2 separate regions of the Mus musculus genome follow, and region 1 is linked to region 2. A link is a contact called in public Hi-C data. All regions are on one chromosome and are shown on one strand. The core of a region is the stretch at or near the end of the contact, and the rest is flanking DNA. Distances in the headings are between cores, read along the strand shown.

Evidence for each region. Hi-C and Micro-C count contacts between places; a contact is called where the count stands out from the background.
Region 1: a Hi-C map of 8-cell embryo shows a contact between it and region 2, with 2.0 times the contacts expected there. The contact joins the enhancer-like site here to the promoter of Clpb in region 2. A contact is called at or near these places in 1 of 484 Hi-C or Micro-C datasets (8-cell embryo), 5 of 115 datasets of contacts at active chromatin or transcription factors (the SCID.adh cell line, bone marrow-derived macrophages and embryonic stem cells) and 1 of 9 other capture datasets (adipose tissue).

The regions. Positions count from the first base shown.
Region 1 is chr7:101,713,421-101,717,633 of GRCm38.p6, forward strand. The region is part of intron 4 of Clpb (ClpB caseinolytic peptidase B); the gene reads left to right. Among named protein-coding and RNA genes, the nearest start is that of Clpb, 52 kb to the left of the region's middle. Within about 2 kb of position 1,966, at least 15 of the 459 cell types and tissues checked have an H3K27ac peak or open chromatin away from gene starts, as enhancers often do. A contact at or near this core is called in 8-cell embryo, where this site is marked.
Region 2 is chr7:101,662,022-101,666,352 of GRCm38.p6, forward strand. It overlaps Clpb (ClpB caseinolytic peptidase B), which reads left to right and starts at 1,730. Exons shown (of 16, transcript NM_009191.4): 1 at 1,730-2,192. The coding sequence starts at 1,790.

The DNA of each region.
Region 1 (4,213 bases), core at 716-3,215, 52 kb after region 2:
AAAAGCTCTTAGGCAAGTTGTTTTATTAATGCCCTGACTCTTCATCATCCTTGTCCAGGTCCACTCAAGAGTCTCATTGCCCCTCCAGGGCCAGTAGTTGTGTATGCCATTTCTCATCACTGCCATAGAGTCAGCAGGGTGGACAGAGGTCTGCCACTCTGGCATTTTGGCCAACTTCAAGATGAAATATATTAGTCAGTTAGGTTAATTGTTTCCTTACTTTTAGCCCTCCAAACCTACATGTGTATATATGTATATATATATATATATATATGTATATATATATATTATCTTTCTCTCCTAGGAAAGAGAGAGAGAGAGTAGTTGGCATGTTTTATTAAAATGAATAAATTTGATGCATTTATAAAAATAAGAAAAAAAGTATGATGGGGTGGCAAAGAGCTAGTCTTGTGATTTTTAACTGATTTACATATTTTGTGTATAAATATTTTTTCATCAAAAGTTCCAAATCAGGGTTGGGTCCCACACACCACACAAAATATATTAGAGACATTTATATGGATAGCAGGAAGGGAGACAGAGGGTTGAAATTTTCCAGGCACCCAGTGATTGATGGGGGCTGAGGCTCCCCCTGACGCTTTATTGAGTTTCCGATGATTATCTCTCGCTGAGACATTTTTTACAGATGACGGTCGAGCTGTCACAATGGACCATGGGGGAAAAAAACCAACAATAATAACACTTTAATCTTTTTACTGCACTGCTCCCTAGTATCCCAGATTCATCTTCCCTGACGCACGCAGTTCATTATTCTGCCCCTCCCTGGATGGGAAATAAAGGGAAATAAATATATATGTAGACACGCTTACCCACATGCATACACACAACACAGAGTATATAAAAGAGACCACCTCAGAACCAGAGAGGGGCAGAATTTATTGTTCTTTTTGCAAGTGTTGAGGTTTATTAGTAGAGATGCTTGGTTGGCTTGGAATTGGCTATTAATTACAGCGTTTTGTATTTGTTTTTTATTGCGAGTTTTTAACATCTTGAAGAAAAGGCAGAAGAGAGGCAAGCAGGTGCAGAGACAGGGATCACTGAGGGACCAAGTTGGACCAGCCAGGTTGCATAGCTGCTGAGAAGCAGGCTTCTTGCTTCTGCTGCCAGCTTGTCCCTACACTTTGGTTAAGATGGGAGCGGGTAAGCAGTGGATGATTACAGAGCAAAGCAAAGGGGTCCAGAGACACTGAGCACCATGCTACTGTGAGAGTCAGGAAAGGCAAGAAATAAAGAAACCGAAGCAGTGCTGAGGTTTGTTACAGACCATTACAGACTCTCTGGTGTTTGCCCTCATTTGCATTTGATGATGGGAGGGTGTGACTTGGATCTGAAAAGCCTCACCTGGTTCTCTAGTAAGGGAATCCTGGACCCAAGAGGACGAGACCCAGAATCAACAAGCAGACTTCAAGTTCCCTGCCAGCCTGTGCTCTCCCCTTCCTTTTCACTGGGTTAGAAGAGATGAGAGGTGCTTCCTGTCAGAAGATGCTGGCCCAGTCTTCCCTTGCATCTGTCACACCTTTGCTGAGCCTGGATGTGCCAGCCTTTTTGTTATACTTGGGGTGGGGGTGGGGATAGGGGCAAGAAGGACCCTGTTGTTAAGGAGAAAGTTTCAAGTCCATTAACTGAGAGCATGGTACCCGTGATACCGTTTTTTAACTAAAGGCTGGACCTGAAGCCAGCCTCAACTATCATGGGCTCCTACATTCTGCAAAGGATAAAGCTGATAAACAGTAGCCATCCTTCAAGAACCCAGTTTCTTCTTGGCAAGGCAAGTGTAACATCTCACTAAAGAAGGATTTTTTGAGTGCTTGCCACATTCAAGAATGTATGCATAAAACAGTCTCAGTCCATGCAGGAGAAAATGTCAACTAAGGTAGTGTGAAACTAGGCATGACTAGAATGCACAGAGCAAGGGCAATCGTGACCTTAGGCTGCTTGAGTCATAAAGTGTGAGTCCACTGTAAGTAAATAAGAGGCCAAAAGGAAGTCATAATCACACCGAAAAGGAGACAAGTGTCTGAGCTGAACAGACAGCCATGGACTGATGGTGCCACTTTAAACCGTCTGCCTGAGCTGAGACTCTGTTTCTTCTCATATGAAATGGCAGCCTAGTACCTCTTGTGAGGAAAATAGTTGATCAAGTGCCTGCCGCACGTAGTGAGAGTTCAATATGCTGGGTGTGGTGGCACACACCTTTAATCCCAACACTCTGGGAGGCAGAGGCGGGTCACTGTCTGTGAGTTGGAGAACAGTCAGGGCTACACAGAAACTCTTGGGAGTGTGGGGGCAATTCAGTAAATATAAACCATTATTTTCTTACCACAGTACTTGTGAGTCTACACTGAACATGAAATAAGCTTCTGCCATTTCCCGTTATTAATGTTAGGGATGGTTCCAACCAAACAGCATGACATCAGAAGAACTCAGATGCCAGGCAGTGCATGCCTTCAATCCCAGCTCTCGGGAGGCAGAGGCAGGTGATTTCTGAGTTTGAGGCCAGCCTGGTCTACAGAGTGAGTTCCAGGACAGCCAGGGCTACACAGAGAAACCCTGTCTCAAAAAACAAACAAAAAAACAACAACAAAAAGGAACTCAGATAATGTCAGATAATATGCACTTCTTCTTACCCACATTTTGCTTTGTTTTTGAGATAGGAACTCAGACTGGCCTTGAACTTGTTTGTTGTGTGCCCTGGGCTGGCCTTGAACTCTCCAAGACTCTTGTTTCTTCAAAATGCTGAGATTATTGGCATATGCCACTAAACCTTATAACCACTTTACCACTTTTTTTTTTTTTTGGCTTATACTTTTAAGTCTATCATCTTTATTTTACTTAGCTCACATATGGTAAAATTTACCATGTAAAATATATAACTTACTGATTTATAATATATTCAGAAGTTATACAATCGTCACCCCAACCCATTTTTAGAACATTTTCATCACATCATAGAAAGTCTCATGCATATTACCAGCTATCCTTCATTTGCCCTCAAGTTCCCAGCTACTAACAATCTACCTCATCTCTATAGATGGCCTAAAGTGGCCGTTCTCTGTACATGGAACCATACCCTGTATCATCATCTTTGACTGACTGACTTAGCGTTATGTTTCATACACATTGTGGCAAATATCATTACTTCATTCCTTTCGATGGCTGAATAATACGCTGTTGTAAATGTTTATTCATCAGTTTATAGATGTTATGTTGTTTCTACCTTTGACTTTTATGAATACATTGCTATAAGTATCTGTGTACTTTTAAAATTATTTATTATTTGAGCTAGGGTCTAATGCTGTAGGCCTGGCAGGCCTGGAAATTACTACATAGACCAGACTGGCCTTGAACTCAGATATAGACCTGCCTCTGCTCCTGAGTGCTATGTACCACCTGGGGTACATAGTGACACCCTCAATCTCTGTCATATTTAATTATTTTGTATTATAGTAAGATTTTAGGCTTAAAATTAATTGTAAGTATGGTAGTTCAGTACCATAACACTAACTATTCGGTATTCCTCATATTACTATCTGTCACACACGTTTTACATAGAACTTAGTATGTGACAGAGCTAAGATGGCAGACTCTGTGACATCTTCACCTTAAATATTTTTCAGCATGGGAAGCAGGCTGTTTGTTTGTTTGTTTGTTTGTTTGTTTGTTTGTTTGTGGCAGTAAGTAGCCAGAGCTACATGGAGGCCATGGAGATTCTTTTTAACTGCTACTGTGGTCCTGGCCCTGGCTGTGGCCCCCTTAGGCATAAAGTAACTTACATTCACAGGTGAGTGGGGCAGAAGCGAGCAGAGTCATGGCAGTCGCTCCCACTGTGGGCAGAGGGGTGTGGGACCTCCCACAAGGACAGGAAAAGCTTCTCTGGAAGAAGAGCCTGCCACCCCTGTGCTGGAGACAATCGGGAAGATGTCTTTGTTGAAAAGGAGATGGTTCACTGGATAATGGCCAGCTGGCCCAAAATCCTGGGCCTCAGGAGACCGCCTTGGTGGCCCGAGGGTGAGACAGGCTTGATACCTCCCTTGCATGAGTTTACTTACTCAGGCAGAGAGAAGGCTGCGGCCACGCTCTCCCTTTTTTCTCCCCGTTCTACCTCCATCCATCTCTTATGGCTTGAGAAGAGTATGGGGTCTCAGAATTGGGCCTTTTCAGCACTTAGCAGTGAGGCTGTGCCTTAGTTACT
Region 2 (4,331 bases), core at 480-2,979:
CAGGGTTCCCCTGTGTATCCCTGGCTGTCCTGGAACTCACTCTGGAGACCAGACTGGCCTCGAAATCAGAAATCTGCCTGACTCTGCCTCCCAAGTGCTGCCACCATTGCCTGGTTTAGTATTTTTTTAGATTTATTTATGCATTATGTGTACAGTGTTCTGCCTGCATGTATGCCTGAAGGCCAGTAGAGGGCACCAGATCTCATTATAGATGGTTGTTAGCCACCATGTGGTTGCTGGAAATTGAACTGGGGCCTCTTGAAGAGCAGCCAGTGCTCTTAACCTCTGAGACATTTCTCCAGCTCCAACACCCACAAGTTTTAATGCAGACTAATCCACTTCCTATGAAGAGTTCCAGAAGTGGAGAAGGAAAAAGCAAAGAATAGGGCAAGTGTCATGTACTGACCTTTCTTAGGAAAATGGATGTTAGCTAGAGTGCTCCATGTACAGGTAAACGCAGGCATGAGACTTGAGTGGGACAGATGCAAACCAAGGCTTAAGACCTATTCTCAGCCAACAGGCTAATGGAAAGCCCCAAAACCTGCTTTAACAATTCAAACAAGCCAGCTAGGCACCACTGGATACCAACCAGCAAAGTACCTGGGCCTGTCAGAAGCCCTGGCAGCCCAGACAAACTGTTCCCTCGATCTAGCTCAAGAGGCTCTAATGCAAGAGCAGGAAGCATTCCGCCTACAAGGCTTTCTCTGTATCCTCTAGATCAGGAGCAACTCTATGGAAGGTACAGCTTTGAGCCAGGGTAAAACAACACCCCAGACAATCCCAAACCCAGTTTTGTAATTCTGTGAGACACAAGGGGCCAGACACAGATATATGAGTAGCTAATTGTCAGCTAACTACAGAAGGAATCAACTGAAACACAATTCATAGATTCACTATTATGTAACAAACAAGATGGCTCAACTATAAAAGACACTTGCTGCCAAACCTAAGGATCTCACACACACACACTCACACACACACACACACACACACACACATCTTTAAACACACACACACACACACACACACACAGTCTTAAAGTCTTTTGAGACAGAGTCTCTCTGGCTCATAACCCTGACTATCTTGAAACTCACTATGCAAACTAGACTTTCTCAAATTCAGAGAGATCTGCTTGCCTTTGCCTGGAATGCTGGGATTAAGGACACACACCACCTTTCCCAACACTCAACATCTTTTTGAAAAGCAATAGCAACTCAGAATAAAAGTGGGGAGGGGTACAAGTTACTTAACAGGTCTTCATCGAAAATGCAATTTTATTTAAACACTAGGGAAGTTGTTCTAGGATTCCTGTATTTTGATTTTCGATATTTTGATTTGATATTTGATATCTTACACAGTTGGGGCTGACCTAGACCAAGAATGTGATTTTGACCCAGACCTTGAATTCCCGTTCTTTCAGGTTCCCACCTTCCAAAGGCAGGGCTTAAAGTTCTGTGTTAATACAAATACGGGGCTCTGGAATCTTGAATCCTAATTGCCACGCCCCACCAGAGTTTTCCTTTTTGCCACGCCCCTCTGCCCGAACTGCATTTCCCAACATTCTTCCAGCTCCGCTGTCAGCGGTCATTGTGATGTCATTCCACAGCCCTCGGGGAAATGTAGTTTGTTTAGTCTCCAGCTAGAGAAAGATCTGGGGCTGTGGACTACCACTCCCGTGAGGTAGTGCGCAGTCCCACCTTATAAGCGGCGTCTTCGAACGCGCCGCGGCAGCCATGTTGATCGTGGCTAGCACAGGGGCCGGCACCAGCGGGTTTTAGAAGCAGGTGTCATGATGTTGTCCGCGGTGTTGAGGAGAACCACGCCAGCGCCTCGGCTCTTCCTAGGGTTAATCAAATCTCCATCTCTCCAAAGCCGGGGAGGTGCTTACGGCCGTGGCGTTGTCACCGGAGACCGCGGGGAGCCGCAGCGGTTGAGAGCTGCCGCTTGGGTGCGCCCTGGAGCATCTTCTACCTTCGTCCCCGGACGGGGGGCAGCCACCTGGGGGCGCCGTGGAGAACGCACCGAGATCCCATACCTGACTGCCGCCTCGTCGGAACGCGGTCCTAGCCCCGAAGAAACACTCCCGGGACAAGACAGCTGGAATGGGGTCCCCAACAAGACGGGTCTGGGCATGTGGGCCTTGGCCATGGCGCTGGTGGTTCAGTGCTACAGCAAGAATCCATCCAACAAGGGTGATTATGGGGTCAAACTGGGTTCAAGGGAGAGGTGGGTGGGTGGGTCATGACTCCTTTGGAAGGTTGAAGGTATTTGTAAATTTAAACCCGCATAACCTTACCTTGAAGAAACCCAGTTACCTTCTGCTGCCAGGAGCAGCAGATGGAAAACTCACTGAAGTTACATCATTTCCCATCGTAGGTCTAGCACCCTCTTTGGGATCAGTTTGTATACAAGTATAATTGGGGACATTGGACTGACTAATTACAGCCCGGTCCTTTTATGTACCAATATTATATCTTGTCCATTAGTCTTTCAAGAGGTCTCCAGGAAGCCTCAACAGCTTTAGGGACCGCCTCTACATGTTTTTCTGCGTACATAGGTCCAAGGAAGGAGGACACTTGGTTCTGGTGCTAGCCTGACCCCATGTTCCTCTCTAATCTTAGTTTCCCCACTGTCTAATGAAGGCAAGCTCTCAGTGCTCTAATATTTTGACCTTTCCTGGAGTTCAGAGTCTGTTTAGTTGCTTAGAGTTTTGCTTAGTGTCATGTTTAAGATGAGCTGGATACTGTGGAGGGTGTGTGTGTGAAGCCTTGGGGGACAGGGAGTTGGCTGAAAGTTGCTCTCTGGAGACTTACAGCAGTGGGGGAGGGAGGGAGGAGGTGGAGGTAGCTAACTCAGATTGGCTTCTTACCTCAGTTGCTTAGAGTTGAGCAGGAGCTGCAAGGGTGGCCTGGCTGAGCCCAACCTCTCAGGTTTTCAGTTGTCAGTGCCTGCCTGTCCCATGCACCCCAGACTCTGAGATTGTTGAACAAGATTGGAGACCGCCTTGACCTTCCCTTGTTTGTTTAATAAGATGGGGCCGCTTGGAAAGAAAGGACTTCTGGATGAGGAACAAGGACACGGAGGATCTTGTACTGTCTTTGTAAATCTGGACTCTTAATCCTTCTTTGCTGCCCTGCGTTTCCTTTCTATTGAAGAGGGCGTTGAAGTAGGTAGGGCCTTTCTAGTTTAAGCATGCGGGAATTGTATGGTTTCCGCTTGTGCAAACATGAAGGTGGCACTGTGCTTAGCTTGGACCTAGGTGTTCAGAAAATCCCAACTTAAAACCTAGCCAGCTAAGGGGAGAGGGTGCAGCAGCCGGTCATGCAGGGCTAGTGAGTATTACAGAGGATCAGAGAGCTACTGGGGTCAGGATAGCCTTCCTGGAGGACTGGAAGTCCTTGCAAGATGTGGGGCTTGAGCTTGGTTTCTGAAGGATAGCATAGGAAACATAAAGAGGGTGGGGGCCTGTGTAACCCACGAGGGCAGGACCTCCATCTTACCTCTGTTAGTATTTCCTTAATACCAAGCATCTGTCTACCAGCGTGTGACCCAGAGAAGGGAGACATTCACATGTGGTCCTTGGATTGGATTGGATTCCATTCCCAGACTTCAGCTAGCCTCATGTGGACAGGCTAGCAGTTTGGCCAGTGAGGGTTGGAAGACAAGGTCTTTGGAATAAGGTGAGAGAAGATGAAATGGCCCTGCATGCCAGGCAGGGGCGTTTGGAATTGTGTAAGCAGTGAAGAGCCATGGTCATAGGGACAGACTGTCTAGCAGCCAGTGTGTTTGGAAGAAGAGGATAAATGTGTCTGAAGTCTGGCCTGAGAGGTTACTGGGAGCCCTAGACTGGACTTCATGGCATGTCAATTTCAGTGATGTCCATCTAATAGAAGAGATGATGACATAAAGCTCTGGCTGGTTCCAGTCTTGCCAACTTGCCTAGACAAGTGTTGAGCAGAGTCCCTCAGTGCAATGTTCTGAGGAATGGGTCTCTTTAGAAGCCAAAGGGAATTCTGGTAATGGAAAACCATGGAAAGTTTGCGAGCCCAGGGTGCCTCACTCATTCCTCCCTCCTCTGAGAAGGAAGGGGAGTGAAGAGATAAGAGGTATCTATAAGGAATGATTCTCTTTTTTTTTCAGCTGGAGCTTATCTGGGTCCAATTAAATATATGAATGAGAACAATCCATAAGAGCTGGGTATGACCCTTAATCCCAGGAGGCCGAGGCAGGTGGGTCTCTTGAGTTCCAGGACAGCCAGGGATATAAAATGAGATCTTATCCAAGAAAACTAAAACAAGTACACACAACAAACAACCACCATTAATAATAAT